Linked DNA regions of Zea mays: regions 1, 2 and 3 are each linked to region 4. A link is a contact called in public Hi-C data. All regions are on one chromosome and are shown on one strand. Each heading gives the region's core, a stretch centred on a gene start, on an enhancer-like site or on the middle of the called end of the contact. The rest is flanking DNA. Distances are from core to core; before and after follow the strand shown.

Region 1 (5,247 bases), core at 347-2,846, 250 kb after region 4:
TTTTGACTGAAGGTCCACATTTGATGAAAATTATCGTTTTAATGTATTTTTAGGTAGACACCTTCAAACCATATGGTTGGATCGGAAGCTTGGGCTAGCTCTCCATCGATGAACGGCAAGCCGAAGGAGGAGCAAGAGACAAAACTTGAACAAGATTGAACCATCTTCAAACGCAAACATCAACAAGGTTACGAAGGAGCATGACACTTCTTCCCTAAAAAAGGACATAATTGCTCGTCTCCAATTATATATAGTCTTCATATAGAAGAGTGGGTGTTCTTGTAATTCTAAGCTGAGGTGTATGCAATCTCAACCCTATAAATAGTTGTACAATATCACTATTATAGGGGTCGATCACTTGGATGCCCTGAACCTGTAGTGCCTTCGTATGTAAGAGCATTCAAAGATATGTCGTCTTTGAGCATCTAAGTCTGCTTAAGAGACCTTCATAGGTATAATATTCTAAAGGTCTCATAAATTGTTTTGTATTATCGGTCACTATTTTATGCAAAAAAGAAAAGAGCAAGATGAGTAAACCCTTGCAAGCTAAATCAATGTTTCATTTGTGTAAATATTTCAACTTTAGTTTTTCATTTACTCCCTTGTCCTTAACACCTTCGAATCCATCGAAAGTGAAAGAAGAGAAAATTCACTCTGATTATGTTGTCTGTTGTGGTTTCTTATGGGAGCTTTGAGATGTCTTCAACAGTCGGTGTTCTATCAAACCTTGCTGACCATAGGATAATCTTCATGTGTCTCCTCAATGAATCTTTGAAGGGTGAACCAATTCAACGTGAACACAAAAACTAATATTTCCACCTGATTTCGATTCGCCTTGGCTCCTTATTTCATTATTGTTAGTTCGGCATACCATAGCTATTGTTAGTTCAGCGTACCATCGTTTAAGACTTCGGCTCGAGATGGATACAAATGTAATTTATGTTTGATTAGAGCAACTCTAATAGTTCTCTAAACAACTCTTTAAATCTTAAATTTAAGAAGTAAGCATAAAAATACTTCTCCAATAGTTCTTCAAATGAAATCGTTAAATTTAGTACTCGCTATCCAACCTCATTTACTCTCTAGATTTGACAACTTGATGGTCACTCCCTAAATGCAGTTGACGGTGATTTCTTCATACATACGTGCTTATTTTCTCCCTAAATGCACAACGAGGTAGCCATATTCTGCGTGCTCGTTTTTTTTTTCTTTCTCGTCTAGCGTGACAGCTAGGTCTAACGCGCGTGACACAAACTCATCTACTGCTGGACCACTGCTCATCCAAAGGTCACACTGTCTGTCGTACTGTCGCTCCCCAACATGTCACGTAGACCAACCTTCTCCTTTGTCCTCAATATCCTCTACCCTCGACTCTACCGTCAGCCACATCCTATAGAAGGAGGCCTACTAAAACTATATCCAAAATTGAAATATTGTTTAAATATGAGGAATTGTTGGAGACCAAGCTATTTTTTACTTCCAATAACTATTTAGCAACTTAGAGAAAAATTTTCTATAGAACTGTTGGGATTGATTTGAGAACGACATTGTGGTATTTGTATATAAAAAATGATACTAGTGGATGTCTGATGACCTACCACTAGAACATGGTCATGGAGGTCCCTACGAGGCTACGACCCTGTCCCTGCCCTTGAAAGAAGAGAGCAAGGCCGTAGGATCGGAATTCCCTTCCGGACAAGACACCTACCACCACCCACCACCCAGCGCAAGGCCAGGCGGCCCAGGCCACCACTCCTTACCTTTTCCCCCCTCTTTTGTTCCTTCATTCACGAATCCCGTCTTCTTCCTTTCTTGGCCTTCTCCACCTCATCGCCGAGACGAGATCTCTCCCACACGAGGAGGGCAGCAGGGAAGGGAGAGATGGGCGGGCGGGTGGATCACGAGTACTCCTACCTGTTCAAGATGGTCCTCATCGGAGACAGCGGCGTCGGCAAGTCCAATATCCTCTCTCGCTTCACGCGCAACCACTTCTCCCTCGACTCCAAGTCCACCATCGGCGTCGAGTTCGCCACCAAGTCCCTGCAGGTCTGCCGCCATTTGCTCCCCTCTTCCATTTCTCTCTAGCCGTTCTGCACGCGCGCGTTAGTGGATGGTCTCATCCCGATCCCATCCCGCCAGATCTCGGCCTTGGCGACTGGAAAGATGTCACCGACATTGCGGTTGGTAGCCACCTGATAAAGCTGCTCGTGATATTGGGAGATACCTGTTCACACGTAGCGAATGGCTCTTTCTATCGATTTTCTGTTTTTTTTTTCCTTCAGCTGTCCTGATAATTGTTTTCATGGTTTGAGTTCATTTTCAACAATCAAATTACACGCGTGTCAGATTTCCAACGTTAAGCTATTGAACCGGTAACGGGCATCTATTGTTTTGTAGGCTGTTTCCTATATTTTTGATATCCTTATTATTATAAACCAGAAAAATACGAAACTACTATAGTTTTTAAAAAATGTTATATAGTATTGGTTTTTTTAGTTCCTATTGCTTTGTTATTTGTTGTCATGCACGCTTTTAATTTAATATAAATAATATCTAAAAAACTTTAAATAGCACACCAACGAAGAAAACATAACTAGTTCTATATTTTTCTGATTTGAAATAAATTAACCATAAACATTTAGATATCAAACTAAATTCCATTATTTTAGAAACTAGAAAACTACTTACAAAATTGCCATTAGGCCAAAATTTTCTCAACAGTTGTAGGGTGCTTGTTATTCAGTTTCATAATGAGGTAAAAACTGGACTGGCATCCAAAATAAAATTTGAAAAATAAAATTTAGTGGTATTACATATTCTTTCTATTTTAAATTATAAGATATTATAATTATTTAGATATATTACTTTACCTATCATTTAGATATAGTGTATATGTAAGTGTATAAAAAGCTATATGTTTTGAAAATCAAAATGTCTTATAATTTGAAATAATGGAGGGCCTCTAGCTAATGGTTAAGGCTAGCACCTCCAGGTCCCGGATTCAATCCCTCTCGGGAGCGAATTTCGGGTTTGATTAAAAAAATCTCCTCGCTGTGCCCCGCCCGCTCCCGAGTTACGTCCTGCGCTCCACCCTCCGGCTGGGCCGTTACAGAGTGGACGGTGACAGCCTGGGTTCGGGAATTTTCTCGGTCGGGACCATGTTTCGATCTCTTCTTAATATAATACCGGGAAGACGGTCTTTCCCTCCCTAGCTAGTTTTTTAGTTGTTGCCATTTCGTTACTTGTCATATCATAGAGATTGTTTTGAGTTTATGTGAGCCATTTTGCTTAAGGCCGGTGCCAGTTTAAGTGGTCTATATTTGATCAAATTCCTAAAAAAATTGTACTGACATTTAAAATGCTAAATCAATTTAATATAAAATAAGTAATCTAATAGTATTTATTTGATATATAAACATTAGTATCTTTTTTATCTTTAATTGCTGAAACTTAAGGTATAAAACATGACATTGAATTGCATTTTTTTTTCTTGGAGTGAGTGTATCATTTAGTTGGTTGATGTAGATTGATTGATAGGTTGATGTGCCAGCTACTGCCTCCAGTCTGTTTGCGGCATCCTGTCTGTCAGTAGTGTTAGGTGAGACCAAACTGTCGTCGTAATATTTTTCCAGCAGTTTAATGGATGGCCCGTTTCCTCTCTCGTGTTTCTTCACAATGTGATTCCTTCGATAACACTGTCATTGCCATCCTGTAAAGTACTGAACAGTTTCTATTTTAGCCAGGACAGCTACTGTTGATGTGGATTTATAACCGATGACTTCTCCTAAATTTCTCATCTTAATACCGAGCATGCAAAATCCTGAGCATTTGTGAGCACTGAACATGGCTTATTGCTCCAGTTACTTGTACATCGTCTAAAGTTTACGTTATCTTCTTTCACAGATGGACGGCAAAACAATAAAGGCTCAGATCTGGGACACAGCTGGGCAGGAAAGGTACCGTGCAATTACAAGTGCTTACTACCGTGGAGCCGTGGGAGCACTGCTTGTGTACGACATCACAAAGAGGCAGAGCTTCGACAATGTTCACAGGTGGCTTCGTGAACTCCGCGACCATGCTGACTCCAGTATTGTGATCATGATGGTCGGTAACAAATCTGACCTAATCCACCTGAGAGCTATCTCTGAGGATGAAGGCAAAGCGTTGGCTGAGAAGGAGGGGTTGTTCTTCCTCGAGACATCAGCTATGGAGGCTATAAACGTGGAGCAAGCCTTCCAGACTATCATGACGGAGGTCTATGGCATTGTCAACAGGAAAGCGCTGGCTGCCAAAGAAGCAGCAGCTGCAACTGCTTCGTTGCCCTCCCAGGGTAAAATCATCAGCATTGACAGCACTGCAGGAAACACAAAGAGGGCATGCTGCTCTACCTAAAAATGTTCAAACACCACATTATACAGAACCTTGGAGACAATTGTTGGTAGAAAATGGAGCATAGTGATCACAAATGGTGTGGTGGCAATATATACTCCTATTCTATTCTATTCTTTTCTTTTCTTTATTGTGTGGACAAAATGGGGGTACATGCAGTTTAGTTTGTTCAGTGTGTGTTAGTCAAAAGTTAGATATTTTCGTTAGGATCCATACCATTTATCTTCTCAAGTTAAATGATACTGCAGTATAACTCAGAATCATATAGTCCCAAGTTGCTACAGAATTCAACTGCGAATTTGTGATTTCATCATGCTTACATTCTACTCTCTGTATCTTAAATATTAAGATATCTTTGTGCAGCCTACTCTGACAGGAGTTTGTTGCATGCTGGTACCTAAGCCACTCTTGTTCCATAACTACAGTAGGTGTTGGAACCATTGAATAATTAGTTTGTGAACAGTTTCCATGACTATATTGGGCAGACTGGGCATGCCTTTGCCCTAGTAAAATTGGTCCTAGTGCTCGTGGTATTGGTGTTTGTCGTAGCAAATGGCAGTATTGCTCCCTGTCTAGCCGTCGTTGCCACCCATGGGCCATGGTGATGATGTTCCTATTGCCTGTAGCGACGTGAGTACATGCCAATGACGTGTCTCGACTCTGGATGGTACCGGTGGTGCCCTGTAATGTCTTCTGCGGATGCGTGGCACTCTGACTTAAATTCTAGGGGCCGATCGATTGCTCGGATCAGCCTTCTCCTTTCCCTTGCAGCTTGAGGCCACATTGACCATGTTGATTGGGAATGGATTCCTGGCGATTTCCATCGGGTTTTCGCCAAAAATGAGTTGTCCTTGCTTA
Region 2 (4,975 bases), core at 1,473-3,972, 190 kb after region 4:
GCGAACTCCGCTCCGCCCGACCCCAGGGCTCGGACTCGGGCTAAGACCCGGAAGACGACGAAACTCCGCTCCGCCCGACCCCAGGGCTCGGACTCGGGCTAAGACCCGGAAGACGACGAAACTCCGCCTCGCCCGACCCCAGGGCTCGGACTCCGCCCTGGCCTCGGCCGAACGACTTCCGCCTCGCCCGACCCCATGGCTCGGGCTCGGCCACGGCAACGGAAGGCAGACTCAACCTCGGCTTCGGAGGAACCCCCACGTCGCCCTGCCTAGGGCACAGACCGCCACGTCAACAGGAAGCGCCATCATCATCCTACCCCGAATCGACTCGGGTCACGGAGAACAAGACCGGCGTCCCATCCGGCCAGCTCCGCCGGAGGGGCAATGATGGCGCTCCACAAGCTCTATGACGACGGCGGCCCCCAGCTCTCTTACGGAAGCAGGGCGACGTCAGCAGGGACTCGACCGCTCCAACAGCTGTCCCTCCGCCAGGCTCCGCCGCACCTCCGACAGCCACGACATCACGCCAGCAGGGTGCCCAGATCTCTCCGGCTGCCACATTGGCATGTACCTAGGGCGCTAGCTCTCCCTCCGCTAGACACGTAGCACTCTGCTACACCCCCCATTGTACACCTGGATCCTCTCCTTACGACTATAAAAGGGAGGACCAGGGCCTTCTTAGAGAAGGTTGGCCGCGCGGGACCGAGGACGGGACAGGCGCTCTCTTGGGGCCGCTCGCTTCCCTCACTCGCGTGGACGCTTGTAACCCCCCTACTGCAAGCGCACCCGACCTGGGCGCGGGACGAACACGAAGGCCGCGGGACTTCCACCTCTCTCACACTCGACTCCGGCCACCTCGCCTCTCCCCCCTTCGCGCTCGCCCACGCGCTCGACCCATCTGGGCTGGGGCACGCAGCACACTCACTCGTCGGCTTAGGGACCCCCCTGTCTCGAAACGCCGACAGTTGTACTGTGCACTGTCCGGTGCACCACTGGATAGTCCGATGCACACGCAGACAGGGAAGGCTGGGAGCTTCCAAATGAAGCTCCAACGGCTCCGAGGCCCCTTGGGGCTATAAAAGGAACCCCTAAGCGCATGCAGCAGGATACCAAGCATTCTAAGAGCACACTACAACTCCGAAACTCCGCGGACACGCCTTTGAAGTGTTTGAAAGATATTTGAGCGCTTTTTCTGGGTCGTTACTCTGTCGTTTTGTTGTTGCACTCTCTTCTTTGCATTTGTGCGTGTTGTTGCTGCGTTGTGCTCGTGTCTGTGTACCCGACTCCCTCCCTTACTTTGATTTGGATTGTGATCATCTTGTGTAAGGTGTGAGAGACTCCAATTTATGGAGATTCCTCACAAACGAGTTTGATATACGAAGAAAACTGTGACACTCAAGTTTGATCTTTGGATCACTTGAGAGGGGTTGAGTCCAACCCTTGACTAAAGGAGGTCACCACAACGTAGAGTAGGCTTTGGTCGAACCACAGAAAAAAATCGATGTCGCTCTTGTCCATTTACTTTTCTACGATTTCTATCTTCCTTTGAGTATAAACTTTCATTTATTTATTGCTCCTAGTTTAATACACATCTCAAGTGAGCAATCAAGTGAAGAGTCTTCCTTCCTCTCATCTTCTCATCCAAACTTGGTTTTGATTTACTCTAACTCATATTTTAGACCAAGTTTGTGTTGTTTTGAGCAATATTTGCATGATCATCTATTCACCCCCTCTAGGTGCTCTCACCCATTCCTTGAGAATCTGAAATGTATGTATACTAACAATTAATTGTTTTGTAAACGCCATTTCAGAAACTGAAGAAATGGATAGAATACAGAAACCTAGTATGAGTGTTTTCAGAAACTGAAGCAGATATGGACAAAACCCTATTCCAGAAGCTGAAGAAATGGACAACACTAAGGGCACGTACATAAGAACACAAGAACGGGGCGATGGGGACTAGGAGCTCTAGGGACGCACCTGCATCCCCGTCATCCATGAATCCCCATCGACGCCATTGTCGTGGTGCTCAACAACATCAAGAACACGCGAGGATGAGAGAGGGGAAGAGAGAGCATCACCTTACCTGTGGGAAGGCAGCGGGGAGCGTCGTCGTCGGGGCTGCGCGCCGCTGCCGCTTCACGCGACCACTTCTTCACCTGCGCAACGCCTTGCCCTGCTTAGCCCGTCTCGCGTCGGGTGTCATGTCGGGGATGCAATCCGGAGGGGATGAGACAGGGATTGGTACCGGATCATGGAGTGAGCGAAAAATCTAAACAGAGTCAGTTTTGATTTTAGTTTGGGCCAAAATGAACAACTTCAATGGGTCACATAAACACCAAACTCTAAACCGGCCTAATTTATTCTGCAGTGAATGAGCTGATCCAGGTGAAACGAACAGGGCCTTAAGAAAGTCGACTCAGCCCTATCATAGGCTTTTCATGTCTAGCTTGATGGCTGCAAACCCCTGTTTCCCTGTTAGAAGAAGACTATTGTTGGAGATTGAGAAAGAGAATTTTCCTTTCGTTGAGTGTGTCTATCTAGGTGGAGATGATTTTCTCTAATTTAAAAACTCCAGATGAACCTGCGTGGAATATTACTCGTGCGGATGAACCCAACCAACTTGGCCGGAGGGTGAATGGTGATACGGTGAAGGCAGACGCCGAACCAAACCAAAAGGCGAAGGCGAAGAAGACCAACCAAAGCAAAGCCAACGGGATCTCCCTCTCATTCCAGAGGACTCCGCGTCGTCAGGCCCGCTTCGCGTGCGACGCCGGCATATAGGGTTTCGCCGGCGCCGGCGATGGACCCACCCCCCGTGAGCCCCGATCGCTGGGGGCCCAGTCAGGGCGCTGGCGTCGGGCCCTCCGGCCTCCGCCGATATGGCCTCAATTTCTCCGCCTCCAGCCTCCTCCAGGCCCCCATCGCGGCCCTCCTTGAGTACTCCGGCGTAGTCCAGTCCGGCCCTGCCCTGGCGGCGCACCACCCGTCCGCGGGGCCCTCGTCGCCGTTGTCGGCGTCGGAGGTCGATGGTCTTCTCTCCGCTGCCGCCGCTGGGGACGGGGAGGTTTCGATCCGGATTCAGGGCGGCCCAGGCGACACGGAGGCCACGGGCGGGCCGGATGCGGGGACCTCGTCCGAGGATTTGATCGAGGCGACCGCCGGCTCTGAGGTTGACCAGGCCTCCGCTGCGGGCAGGGGTGCAGGCGCTACGGATGCGGAGGCAAACGGTGGCGGGGCCGGCACGTCGGGGAACGGGGGCGGGGACCGCGCGTACCAGCGCTACGACGTGCACCACGTTGCGCGGTGGTTCGAACAGATATTGCCGTTCTCGCTGCTTCTACTCGTCGTCTTCATACGGCAGCATCTTCAAGGTTTGCTTCATATCTCTCTTTCTAAATGCGCGTTCAGATATTGCCGTTCTTGCTGCTTCTACTCGTTGCCTTCATACGGCAGCATTCCAAGGTTTGCTTCATATCTCTCGTTCTAAATGTGCGTATGCTACTACTGGAACGTTGTGCACTTGTGCGGACCTAACTGTGGCAACTCAAGTTGTCAACAAGTGGTAAGGCTGTTGTTAAACAAACGGGGAATTTGGTCTTGAATCCACAAGAACTTCATTTGCCATTTGCTTATGTTTAAGTTTTTCATTAGGCTATACTACCTTTCGCTATGGACTCTAAAGCTGTAGTTGATGAAATTTAACTGATTAGTCCACTTCTATTAATGTTTGAAATTAGCCTGTTCTATCCTGTTGCCCTACTATGGTAGGGTGTATACTTTATTTTGTATGTTGTGGTTGAATAATCCATGGCTGTGAGTTTTACTTATGTTATTTTCAGCTGCATTGGTTGGGCACCTAATGCTGTTATACTTTATGTTTGTTGTGCTGATCTTTGACCTTATTCGGTTAATGAATCCACTGCAGAAAAGCATTGTAGTTTGATTTGGAATATTAGCTATGCTAGTGTAGCAATTGGACTTACTGAAATCAAGCTCTTGTATAGTTAGGAGTTGTTGATTCTCCTTATCTGACCGAGCTTCTCTACATCTATGAAGTGATGGCTTGAAGGAGCACATCTACATTTAGCATAATAGGCATTCCTTGTATGTGCACATTGTTAGATGCCTATGCAAATGTCCTTGTTGTATTTGCTATTTTGCTCTCATATATAGAGTTCTTGTTGTAGACGGTCTGTGTATATATTCGGTCCTAGTGTCCTCATATTGAATATGAGTGCTATTCATAACATGGTATGGAGAGCCAAAACTTAGGGTTAGAGTTATTTCTATCTTTACCTAATTGTTCCTCTCTCACGCCGTTTGTTGGCTCTGTCCCGTTGCCTTGCGGCTCTGCACATCTTCACATTTGGCCCTTTTGACTTGGCGGCACTCATCTTCGCGACCGCTCGTTGGAGTTCGCCCATCGGCTTCGATGACCTGTCTGTCGGTGCTTGCTCTTGCTTTCCTGCCCTCCTCTTGCTCGTGTCCCTTCCCGTCGGAGGCTCGGAGCACGTTGCAATCTCTCGCTCCTGTCGGCTGGCTCATCTGCCCGCCTTCATGCCTCACGACCACCTTTGTCGACTGCAATGGAGTGCCAGGGCGACGCCATTGAACAAGGTCTTGTTCATGGCCTGAACTGGGTGCTAGTTTCATGCGATGAATCTGACGATTCTTCCATGAGCGAGGTGCTTTGTGTTATGGATTCTTTGGCTGAAGTGCCTGACTTTTAAGAAACCTTTGTCGATGTTGATCAAAGTGATGCTATCGATGCCCTGCTATGTATGGCTTCTACTGATGCTAGCATATTTAAATCGGACAAGGAGCTTCAGGCAGCCAGTACTTTGCTGCTGCCTGTTTTTCTTCCTTGCATGTATGGTTCCTAAGATGAGGTCGTGAACGATGTCGTGATAACTATTTTTTGGATCGGCTGTGGGATGGTTCATGGCTGTTGATCGGCAAGGGAACCAGATGA
Region 3 (4,565 bases), core at 168-2,667, 140 kb before region 4:
GCGCCGCCACGCCGTCACTTGGCGGCGGCGTCTCCTCGCCTCGTTTGTCGCCAGCGTTGCCCCCGTTTCACCCAGATTGGATCCCTTGGTAGCACACCTAGATTCGTACCGGGCCATGGTGTTCAGAAAAACTCCAAACGGAGTCCTTCTCATTTTTTGATTTAGGTCCAAACGAGCAGGATTTAGAGAAGTGGCCAAATTTCAATCCGGGTCATTTTTTCCACCTGGAACCAGATCTAGAATGGACCAAACCAAAACTCCCAAAACCCGACCCGACACGTCAAACGGGGAGACAGGACCAACCCGACCCGAACTATGCACTGGTTGGGTACGGGCCATGCTAAATGCCCCACGACCCAACCTTGACTCGACCCGATGTTTGAACAGGTCTAGCCCGTGCCTTCCTGTTTGACATGCCGGGTCGGGTTTTTGGTCGAAAATCACGGCCCGTACCTGAATCGATAATTATTGCGGGTAAAAAATTATGGTCTGTATCTGCCCGTTGTATTGGTCGGGTCTGGTTGGGCCGAGTTTTTTTGGGCGGGTCGTGTTAGGTGGCCCAAGATCAAGTCTAGAAGACAAAGAGCCAAATAGGCTGGATTCAAGTGGTTCACTAAAAATTGGTCACGGATGGATCTGAATCTGAAATAAAAACTAGTGGTCCATTGAAGGTTGTTCGCTTTGGCCAGGATTGTTGTTGCTCGAGTTTCGGTCACGATAGCTGTTGCCCAATTTCGTCCTCTGCCAACGCTCGTCAAGTTGGATCGAGAGGTCAGCATACTTGGATTCGTACCAGACTGTGGTAGAAGGAAAAACTCCAAACCGTATCACTCTTGTTTTTTGATTCAGGTTCAAACAAACATCTTTTGGACAAACGACGTAATTCCTAACCAGATCATTTTATTCTATCCGGAACAAAGGCTGGAATGGACCAAACCGACCGAACCGAACGAGGCCTTAAAAGAGTTCCATGTTAGCAAGAGAGGCATCAACAATTCAACACAAAATTCAAGGTCTAAAAATAAGCACCATATTTTAAGATAATCAAAACACCTTATAAAGGGAAATTTGGATCCATACCGTTAAAAGATCACCACTTTGGATCCATACCATTACTATCTCACTTACATGTGGGTCCACATGAGTCAATGATATGTGGGGTCTATGGTATATATCTAAAGTTTGGATCTTTTAATGGTATAGATCCAATTGTTCCCCTTATAAAATACTACCAAAATAACCATGACCGGTCGGATATAACAAGACAGGATTAAACCTATATATTTTTCACGACTAACAAAAAGATAACAATTCGCGATAATTAAAACATTATCTACGCGGTGATATAGTAAAACTAGGTAACTGGCAGGCCAGCAAGGCAGCAACACTAAACAGAGCTAGGGCCAGCCGTTGGCGTTTGAAAAGCCCCGAAGCGGCAGTCGCACTGGCCGCCCGTATGGCTCAGATTCACATCGATTCCGACATCCCAACCGTCCTTGCCCCTCCGCTCCGTGCTTCTTCAGTTCTTCCTCTCTGTCACCCAGTCACCCTACCCCGTTCGTTGGCCTCCGCTGCGAAATTTAAAACCTCCCAAGCAGAGCGACGCCCAGAGAAGCCAAGACCCTATTTCCCCATATTATTAATAAAATTGGCTTTGGTGGAAAAAAGCCTTCCCTTTTGGCCTGCGCAATTCGAGATTCCGGAGGACCACGGCGGCGGCCGGATCGGGGTGGCGGCGCGGTTCGGTCGCCGCTGAGCGGAGCTGATGCGCCGCGCCTCCTGTGAGGTGAGACTTCTTTTATGCGCTCCCCTTCTCGCCTGCTCTGCTGCCTCGATCTGGTTGCGCCCAAAGCCCACCGGCGGCGCAGCGCTGTACCTGGCTTCCCGTTCGGCGCGGCAGCGGAAGAGGTGGCGTGGTTGGGGGTGACCGCTGCGTTCATTCTGCAGCCGCTCGAGAGGAAGCAGCCGTGGTCCGTGGAGATGGGTTTGTCGTGGCGGGTTTGTGGGTGAGTGTGGCCTGTGGGGTTGCGCAATGGCGGTAGCGCCGGTGGTGCGCCAGCAGAGCCTTACAGAGGGATTGATTTCCTGTGAGGACTGGGACTGAGAGGATGTGGGGGTATTTTGAAAGACTATATATTTGTTCTTCCTTTGTAGATGTTTATCTTTTTATAGTCTGCGTTCTAGAATTCTCAAATCTAGCCAAATTTTACTCGGATTTGTTAATTTCTCACTGTAAAAAATTGATATCTTGTGGTTAAATTTGAGGGCATGTCTATCATGGCAAAATCACGATGCATCACTGTATCTTCATAGTTGTGTATTTCTGTATTATAATTTCGACTATTTGTTATTTTGTTTACATGATTCAATTTTGTTCCCTTCCCCCCTCTTGGCAGACAATGGCCACTTCTCCCCAAGCGAAAAAAATCTGCTAGAAGACCTTAGAGGGTTTTAACATTGGGATGGATATTTGGGCCCTTACCTTGCTTTAAGTGGAGATTCAGTTTTCTGTTTTCACTTAATATGACAACTGAAGAGCGAAAGACTTTGAAGGGCACAGAGTCTTCAGCTCCTTCTGTTCCTCCTGATGGAGGAGTCAGCAAGGAACCTCAAAAAGGGGGGAGATTATCCAATGGGTGAATTTCTATCCGCTTAATGGAACCACTCATCAGGTTTTACGTTATGCATATTCCTTCTTAATTCTTATACATGTTTGTTTATCTCTGGCTTCAGGAGGACAACTGGTCCAGCACGCCGCTCATCCAAGGGCAACTGGACTCTAGAAGAGGTAAAGTTGGCACTCTGGTTTCCTAAATTCGTTAATAGCATGCATTTTCAGTACAACATTTGAATAATGAAGTAAATAATCTATCTTAGGTAGCTTTGTTGAATGCTATGCTAAACATCCATTCTCAATAAGATAGTCTTTTTTCTCTACATAGCAAAAGATAAATATCATACAGATATATAACTTTTCAGTTTTCACCATACTCTCTTCTACTGTAGTTGATACTATAGTTAATAGTAGGCAGGGATTGATTCTCTTGCTGCATTTATTTTCATTTGCATCAAACATTACATACAGTAACACTGTTCAGTGACATGCCTACATCAGCACCAAAGATTTATTTGATGGCAATGTTCTTTTTATATGCTAAGCATTGCATGATGAAACCGTGTCAAAGATGGCCTTATCTGTGATTAGATCATATTTTGCCTATCTACTGGTGTGGTTTGATGGGCACAACTACTCAATTGTAGGATGACATACTTCGCAAAGCTGTTGAAACCTACAAGGGAAAAAATTGGAAAAAGATAGGTACATTCTTTAGCTAATACAAAGTTCATATGTTCTCTGTTCTCAATTTATGTAGCACAGGCTGTTGATTTCTTTTTGAAGCATCATATATCCAGATATAAACTGACCATATACAATGATACTTACTTATTTTGCTTGCTAACATGCATCTTGTTTTCTTGCGATTTGCATTACAAGTCTTGATCTAAAAAATGTAGTGTTGTATTATGGAATGTAGTACCACCTTTTTTTAGAACTGTCAACTTAGTTTGATGCACTAGCTCGAAGCTAAAACTTTAGCACCAAATAAAGGCCTAAATAGATGTGGCTATCTTGTTAATGTTTATGATGTAATAATTTGAATATGTTAGATAAATAATTGCCCCTGATGCTCATAAATTGTGCACATGCTACATACCTTTATTTTTATTTCGTTGTTATCGCATAACTCTGTTTTATCACGTATATACTTCAAGAAATTGAAATTAGGTGCACAAAACATTATTTGAATCTTGTGGTTGTATCATTTCTGCTCATGTCAATGACTGTACATCGTTCTTAATTGCTTACAATAATGTCACTCGGTTATTTTCATGCTACTATTCCATCCTTTTCCCCTTGCTTATCAATGAGAATCTTTATGTGAAACTAATGCTTGATGAACTACTTCCTTTTCCGCAGCTGAATGTTTTCCAGGTAGGACTGATGTTCAATGTTTGCATAGATGGCAGAAGGTTTTGAACCCTGAGCTTGTTAAAGGGCCTTGGTCGAAAGAAGTAAGTTCTACATTTTTCTGTTTGGTACTTTGGTGTTTATTTCATTTTCTTGAAACAAACTGATGTCATTTAGGCTATTTTACTGAATTATATAATATGCCACATGATTATTTTATTATTTTTCAGGAAGATGAGATCATTACTCAGATGGTAAATAAACTTGGGCCAAAGAAATGGTCGACCATTGCCCAAGCTCTTCCTGGACGTATTGGAAAGCAATGTCGGGAAAGGTATGCCATGAAAGATATTTGTAGTAGTGTTACATGATGACATCAAGTGCTGGGCAAATATTTATTAATTTGTGGTTTGGCTTCTATGGAAAATAGGAGTCATGATTTTGTGCATTTGATCGGAGTACCACATTAACTAGAGGAAACTTTGGTTTTTCAAAATTACAAAACAATACTAAGTGTAACTATTGTTGTCTACTCGTCTCATGATGATTACTATGCAGATAAATTCTCTGAAGTCTGAACAGTAACTGATGAAAT
Region 4 (5,144 bases), core at 1,769-4,268:
TGCTTCATTTGCTGCAAGATACAACTCGTCTCGAGGTGGAGTTTGTTAGAATATGATTTGAATTCTAACATGAGTCATGCGGGAATTTGTTTCCGTATTGGACTGCAGTTCATCCATCCTATATATACATCTTGTGAGTCGAACATGAAGATTGATGACTCATTGTTTCCCTACATTCTATAAACTCTCCTCATATAGTGAAGATTATTAGTTGTCGCTCGTGATTTTTCCCGCAAGTGTTTTTTCACATAAAATTGTGTCTCGTGTTTGATCCATACTTGCATTATTTGTTAACACTTCTCGCGCGCAAATAGGAAAAGGTGAGAGGGGCGATTTTCTTCCCAAATGGGCGCTGGGTCAATTGGTTTCCCCGCGCGCGCTCGCGAATAAGGTGACTGTTGCAGTCTCCTTGGTGATGCCCCGGACACCTATCGAGAAAGGCAGACGCCACATGCCTGCATAGCTAGGCGACCTGAACGCCCAGAAATTTATCTCACCTGGGCGCCTAGGAGATGCCTTTAAACCACTAGTCATCACTTCTTAATTAAGGAGTAAGAAAAGGGGATCATTCTAAGACTGGATTTCGAAAAGACGTATGATAGCAATTTGAATTTTTTTTGAGTGAGGTGCTGCACAGGAAAGGTTTTAACAACAAATTTATAAACTGGGTGAAGAAAGTAGTCAATGGAGGAAGAATATTCATCAACTTGAATGGAGAAAGAGAGGAGTATTTCAGAACATATAAAGGCCTGAGACAAGGTGAACCCCTGTCACCACTTTCTATTCAACTTGGTGGAGGCATGGTAGCAGCAATTTTACAGAAAGTGGAATGATAATAGTAATAATTCTTTTTTTTGGGGGGGGGGGGGGGGTTTCCTGGTTTAAAATACAGAGGGACCTCACAGTTTTGGCAGGTCCTACATAGCGTAAAAGTGGCATAAAAGAGGAAAATGATATTTAGTGGAGAGCGGGAACAAAACCCAATTTTGGAATGATCTGTGGTTAAGAACTTAGGACACTCCCTACGGAAACCACTTCCTATCATTTGCACAGGAATGTCATGATGTAAACAAAGAGTGGCAACTGAGCTACAGAAGAAATTTTGGGCAAGTTGAGAGAGAGGAGTGGGAAGAAATGATGAAACAACTGGAGAGAGTTTAATATGAACAAAGGGGAAGACCAGCCAACTTGGAAGTTAGAGAACTCTGGGCCTTTCTTGGCTAAGTCCCTATATAGGCTGATAATGTATGGAGGTGTGACTGATTTAAGGATGACTGGTGTCTGGCACACAGAATTCCTTTTGAAAATTCATTTTTTTGTGGATGATGTGACATGATAGAGTCCAAACAGCGATCCAGCTAAAAAAAGAGACTGGGATGGCTTAATAAACTGCAATCTTTGTTGTTCTGTGCACCCATGATCGTTAGTGGGATGGCTCTGCTAGCATAAACATTTGTGCTTTCAATATAAGCAGTACCGTGACCGTGAAGTCTTTGGTCTAAACAAACTACTGCAAAGTCGAAGTATGATAACAAACATGCAAGGAAGACATGAATCATAGACAACGATGTTGCAAAAAGGACGGTAAGTCGTTATATAACCTGACTCAAAGTTCAGATAAGATAACAAATATGCAAGTGTTTTGATGTTTTACAAAAGGAAAGAAAATTCAATTAATATATTTAGGTTGTTAATGGAATTAGGAACAAACATTTTTTCTCGAATACGTAGGAGTGTTGTGTATTATTATATTATTAAGAAGAAGAGGGGTTTTAGAAACCCATACACAACCTACACACTAACAGATTTTCTTTTATAATGTACGGACAAGAGACAGCATGTTAAAATGTTGAGGTACGTTCTTAAAACTATGTAGCATCCACAGGTAAGAAACACAACTTAATCATGATTTCAACAAAAAAAATCCCTTGGTTGTGCATTCCATGTGAACAAGGTGTTCAGTGTCAATTGACACATTTCTCGTTGTTCTTTGTGATGTGGGCATGTGGTGCCATTGAATGTGTCTTTGCAAAATGTTCAGTAAAACTTCAACAAATTCTAACTTGGTTTTATGAATTGAGAATATTAAGACCATAGCTTCCATAGAACAAGTAAAGCTTGAAATAATAACATCATCCCATCAAAGAATCTAAATAAATAATGTTACTGCAATATAGTTTAGTTATATTGCGTTCATAGCCAATTTTTCTCCTGAAATGAAGGAATATGCAATTCTCTATGATGTTATCCGGTGATGAAAAACACGAATATGCAGTAATATGAGGGCATTACAAAGGTGACCTTATATCTTTGTGACAATTAAATTCCTAATTTGATCCAAGATCCAGTAAAATTGGCAGAAACTGTATGCGTGCAGCACCAAAACCACTTGCAATCCAATCATCGACAGAGAACTTGTCAATCCCATTCTATCAAAATTGGTGAACAGGTAGCTATCCCCCTAGGCCCTAGCCCAACAAAAGGGACGAGCGTGCAGCGATCTCAAATTGGGGTCGAGGAACTAAACAAATAGGGAGGCACATCATGAGGAGCATAAATACCCATGAGCGACGCCTCGAGGAGGTGGCGACTGGCGAGCACCTGGTCGGTGGGCGTGAGCTGTCCGAGCTCGCCCTCGCGGCGGCGGATCTTAGCGACGCTGTAGAAAGCAGAGACTAGTACGAGGAGCATGGTGCCCGCGATGGTCTTGGCCATGACGGGTCCGCGCCCCCTCTTGGCGCGATCGATGGCGAGCAGAGCCAGGCGGCGCACGGGCGTGGGGAAGAGCAGCGCCAGCACCAGCGCGGCCTCCGCGGCCAGCAGCGAGAACAGGAGCTGGATCATGGCTGACGACGGCCCTGCGGCCTGCGGGACGGTGCGCCGATCGAGCAGGTGGGGTGGGCTGGTTCTCGCTGGCGTGTGTAGAGGAGCAGCTCGCGGGGCACCGGGCAGTGCGGGGATCGTGAGGCTGTGTTTTATTTTGACTAAGTTTAAAATAAGGAGATCTAATAAAATGGTCTGAGGAGATCAGAGAAGCTGAGGAAGTTGTAGGTATAGGTGTATATTTGGGTCGGGCCTGGTGGGCCGACCCAAAGCACGGAAAAAAAAGCACGGCCCAAGCACGGTACGGCCCAAAATAATTTAGTGTCGGGCCGACACGGCCTGTTATATCGGGCCGGGTTTGGGCCGAGGTCACGGCCCATGGGCGGGCACGAGCACGGCCCGTTTAAGGCAGGCACGAAATAGCCCATATAGAGGCACGAAAAGGCCCATATATTTATTAAAACCACACTTCATTTCACACTTTCATATACTTGATAAATAACACAAAGCTAGAGATAATGCTAGTTAGATGTTTTTGTAGCTTTGAATTAGAGTATGTGATGTAATTTTGCTTTTGTTATGAACATTAGACAATAAACTGAACTTACGAACTTTGTATAGAGCTGATTATACTCTTTTTCCTTCTAACAAAATGATTTATAAACGAGGTAGTCATTGCATAGCTGTGGTAACTTTAATACAAATACTAAGTTTGATTTTGTTCAAATTTATTTGTCTTATCTTTTATTTGTTTTATTATTATTTTTTTTGAATTTAGGGCTCTAATGTGAATTTTGGGCCAAAAACTAAATTTCGGGCCAAAAATTGAATTTTGGGTCGTAATGTGAATTTCGGGCTTTTATAATTTCGGGCCGCCCGAAATGAGCCCGGAACGTTTAATCAATTACGGGCTGGGCCGTGGGCCGAGGGCTAGGCCCATGGGCCGGCCCGGCACGACCCGAAATTCAAACGGGTCGGGCCGGGCCGAAATTCAAACATTACGGGCCTTTTCGGGCTTCGGCCCTGCCGGGCCGGGCGGCCCGAATGTACACCTATAGTTGTAGGGGTGTATCCGATTGAATATGGACTCATATTATTTATTTTATATTTTTTTATTTATCTTTGAAGTCAGGTTAAATATGAAAATTATCAAGTTGTGTCAGATAAAATTTAAATAGATATCGACATATTAATGAAGTGTTTGGTTTCTAAAGACTAATTTTTAGTCTCTTTATTTTATTCTATTTTAGTCTGAGACTAAAATGGAATACAACGAAGGGACTAAAAATTAGTCCCTAGAAACCAGACACCCCCTAAATATTCAACTTTGAAAATACGGACACAGATAATGATCTGATATTAAGTATCCAAACTCGAATATGTATCGAATTCAAATATAAATGAATAATATCCGTACCATTTTTAATACCCTTTGATCCAATTCGTTGATCGGCTCATCTTATTCAGGACAATCATAATTCTTAATAAGATAGCCAGTTAAACTTAGTAAAAAAATCAAATGAATTATAAATTGGGATGAAGGGAGGGAGAGACAAAGCGATTATGTAGGAGTTTTCATGTTTAGGTTCTATTTCTCATTCTAAACTCTACTATATAAATATGTAGTCTATAGTGCAAAACAGTGTTTTGCACGTCCATATGTACAATCTGTTGGTCATAGTCTTAGAGATGTTAATGGTCGTTGTCGGCGTTTCGACCCCGAGGGGTCCCTGGACCGACGAGTGAATTGTCGTCGCGTGTCCCAGCCCAGATGGGTCGGCGCGGGACGGAGCACGAAGGGGGGAAGAAAACAGGCAAAGGGGAATCCCGCGGCCTTCGTGTTGCCCTGCGCCCAGGTCGGGTGCGCTTGCAGTAGGGGGTTACAAGCGTCCGCGTGGGAGAGAGCGAGAGCCTTACGCGCCGGCCCGTTCTCCCGCGCGGCCAACCTTCTCGTACGAGAGCCCTGGACCTTCCTTTTATAGGTGTAAGGAGAGGGTCCAGGTGTACAATGGGGGAGTAGCAGTGTGCTAACGTGTCTAGCAGAGAGGAGCTAGAGCCCTAAGTACATGCCGTCGTGGCAGTCGGAGAGGTTTTGGCACCCTGTTCATGTGATGTCGTGGTCGTCAGAGGAGCGCTGGAGCCTTGTGGAAGGACAGCTGTCGGGGCTGTCGAGTCCTTGCTGACGTCTCCTTGCTTCCGTAAGAGGCTGAGAGCCGCCGTCGTCATGGAGCACGCGGGGCGCCATCATTATTTGTTTACCGGGGCGAGCCAGATGGGACGCCGGTCTTGTTCCCCGTAGCCTGAGCTAGCTAGGGGTAGGG

Evidence for each region. A called contact is a pair of places that touch in the nucleus more often than the background predicts.
Region 1: a Hi-C map of ear shows a contact between it and region 4, with 2.0 times the contacts expected there. The contact joins the promoter of LOC100282310 here to the promoter of LOC103630179 in region 4. A contact is called at or near these places in 2 of 25 Hi-C or Micro-C datasets (ear and tassel).
Region 2: a contact with region 4 is called in a Hi-C map of ear, with 2.8 times the contacts expected there. The contact joins the promoter of LOC100283780 here to the promoter of LOC103630179 in region 4. A contact is called at or near these places in 4 of 25 Hi-C or Micro-C datasets (ear, endosperm, leaf and 1 more).
Region 3: a contact with region 4 is called in a Hi-C map of tassel, with 2.5 times the contacts expected there. The contact joins the promoter of LOC103630174 here to the promoter of LOC103630179 in region 4. A contact is called at or near these places in 2 of 25 Hi-C or Micro-C datasets (ear and tassel).

Annotation. Positions count from the first base shown.
Region 1 is chr6:146,478,581-146,483,827 of Zm-B73-REFERENCE-NAM-5.0, forward strand. LOC100282310 reads left to right here and starts at 1,597. Exons shown (of 2, transcript NM_001155222.2): 1 at 1,597-2,046; 2 at 3,904-4,715. The coding sequence starts at 1,882. The coding sequence ends at 4,392.
Region 2 is chr6:146,420,104-146,425,078 of Zm-B73-REFERENCE-NAM-5.0, forward strand. It overlaps LOC100283780, which reads left to right and starts at 2,723. Exons shown (of 8, transcript NM_001156679.1): 1 at 2,723-3,374. The coding sequence starts at 2,804.
Region 3 is chr6:146,090,314-146,094,878 of Zm-B73-REFERENCE-NAM-5.0, forward strand. LOC103630174 (Putative MYB DNA-binding domain superfamily protein) reads left to right here and starts at 1,418. Exons shown (of 12, transcript XM_008651258.4): 1 at 1,418-1,786; 2 at 2,397-2,636; 3 at 2,734-2,788; 4 at 3,262-3,319; 5 at 3,980-4,074; 6 at 4,201-4,304. The coding sequence starts at 2,524.
Region 4 is chr6:146,229,338-146,234,481 of Zm-B73-REFERENCE-NAM-5.0, forward strand. It overlaps LOC103630179 (B-cell receptor-associated 31-like), which reads right to left and starts at 3,019. Exons shown (of 2, transcript XM_008651259.3): 1 at 2,562-3,019. The coding sequence starts at 2,844.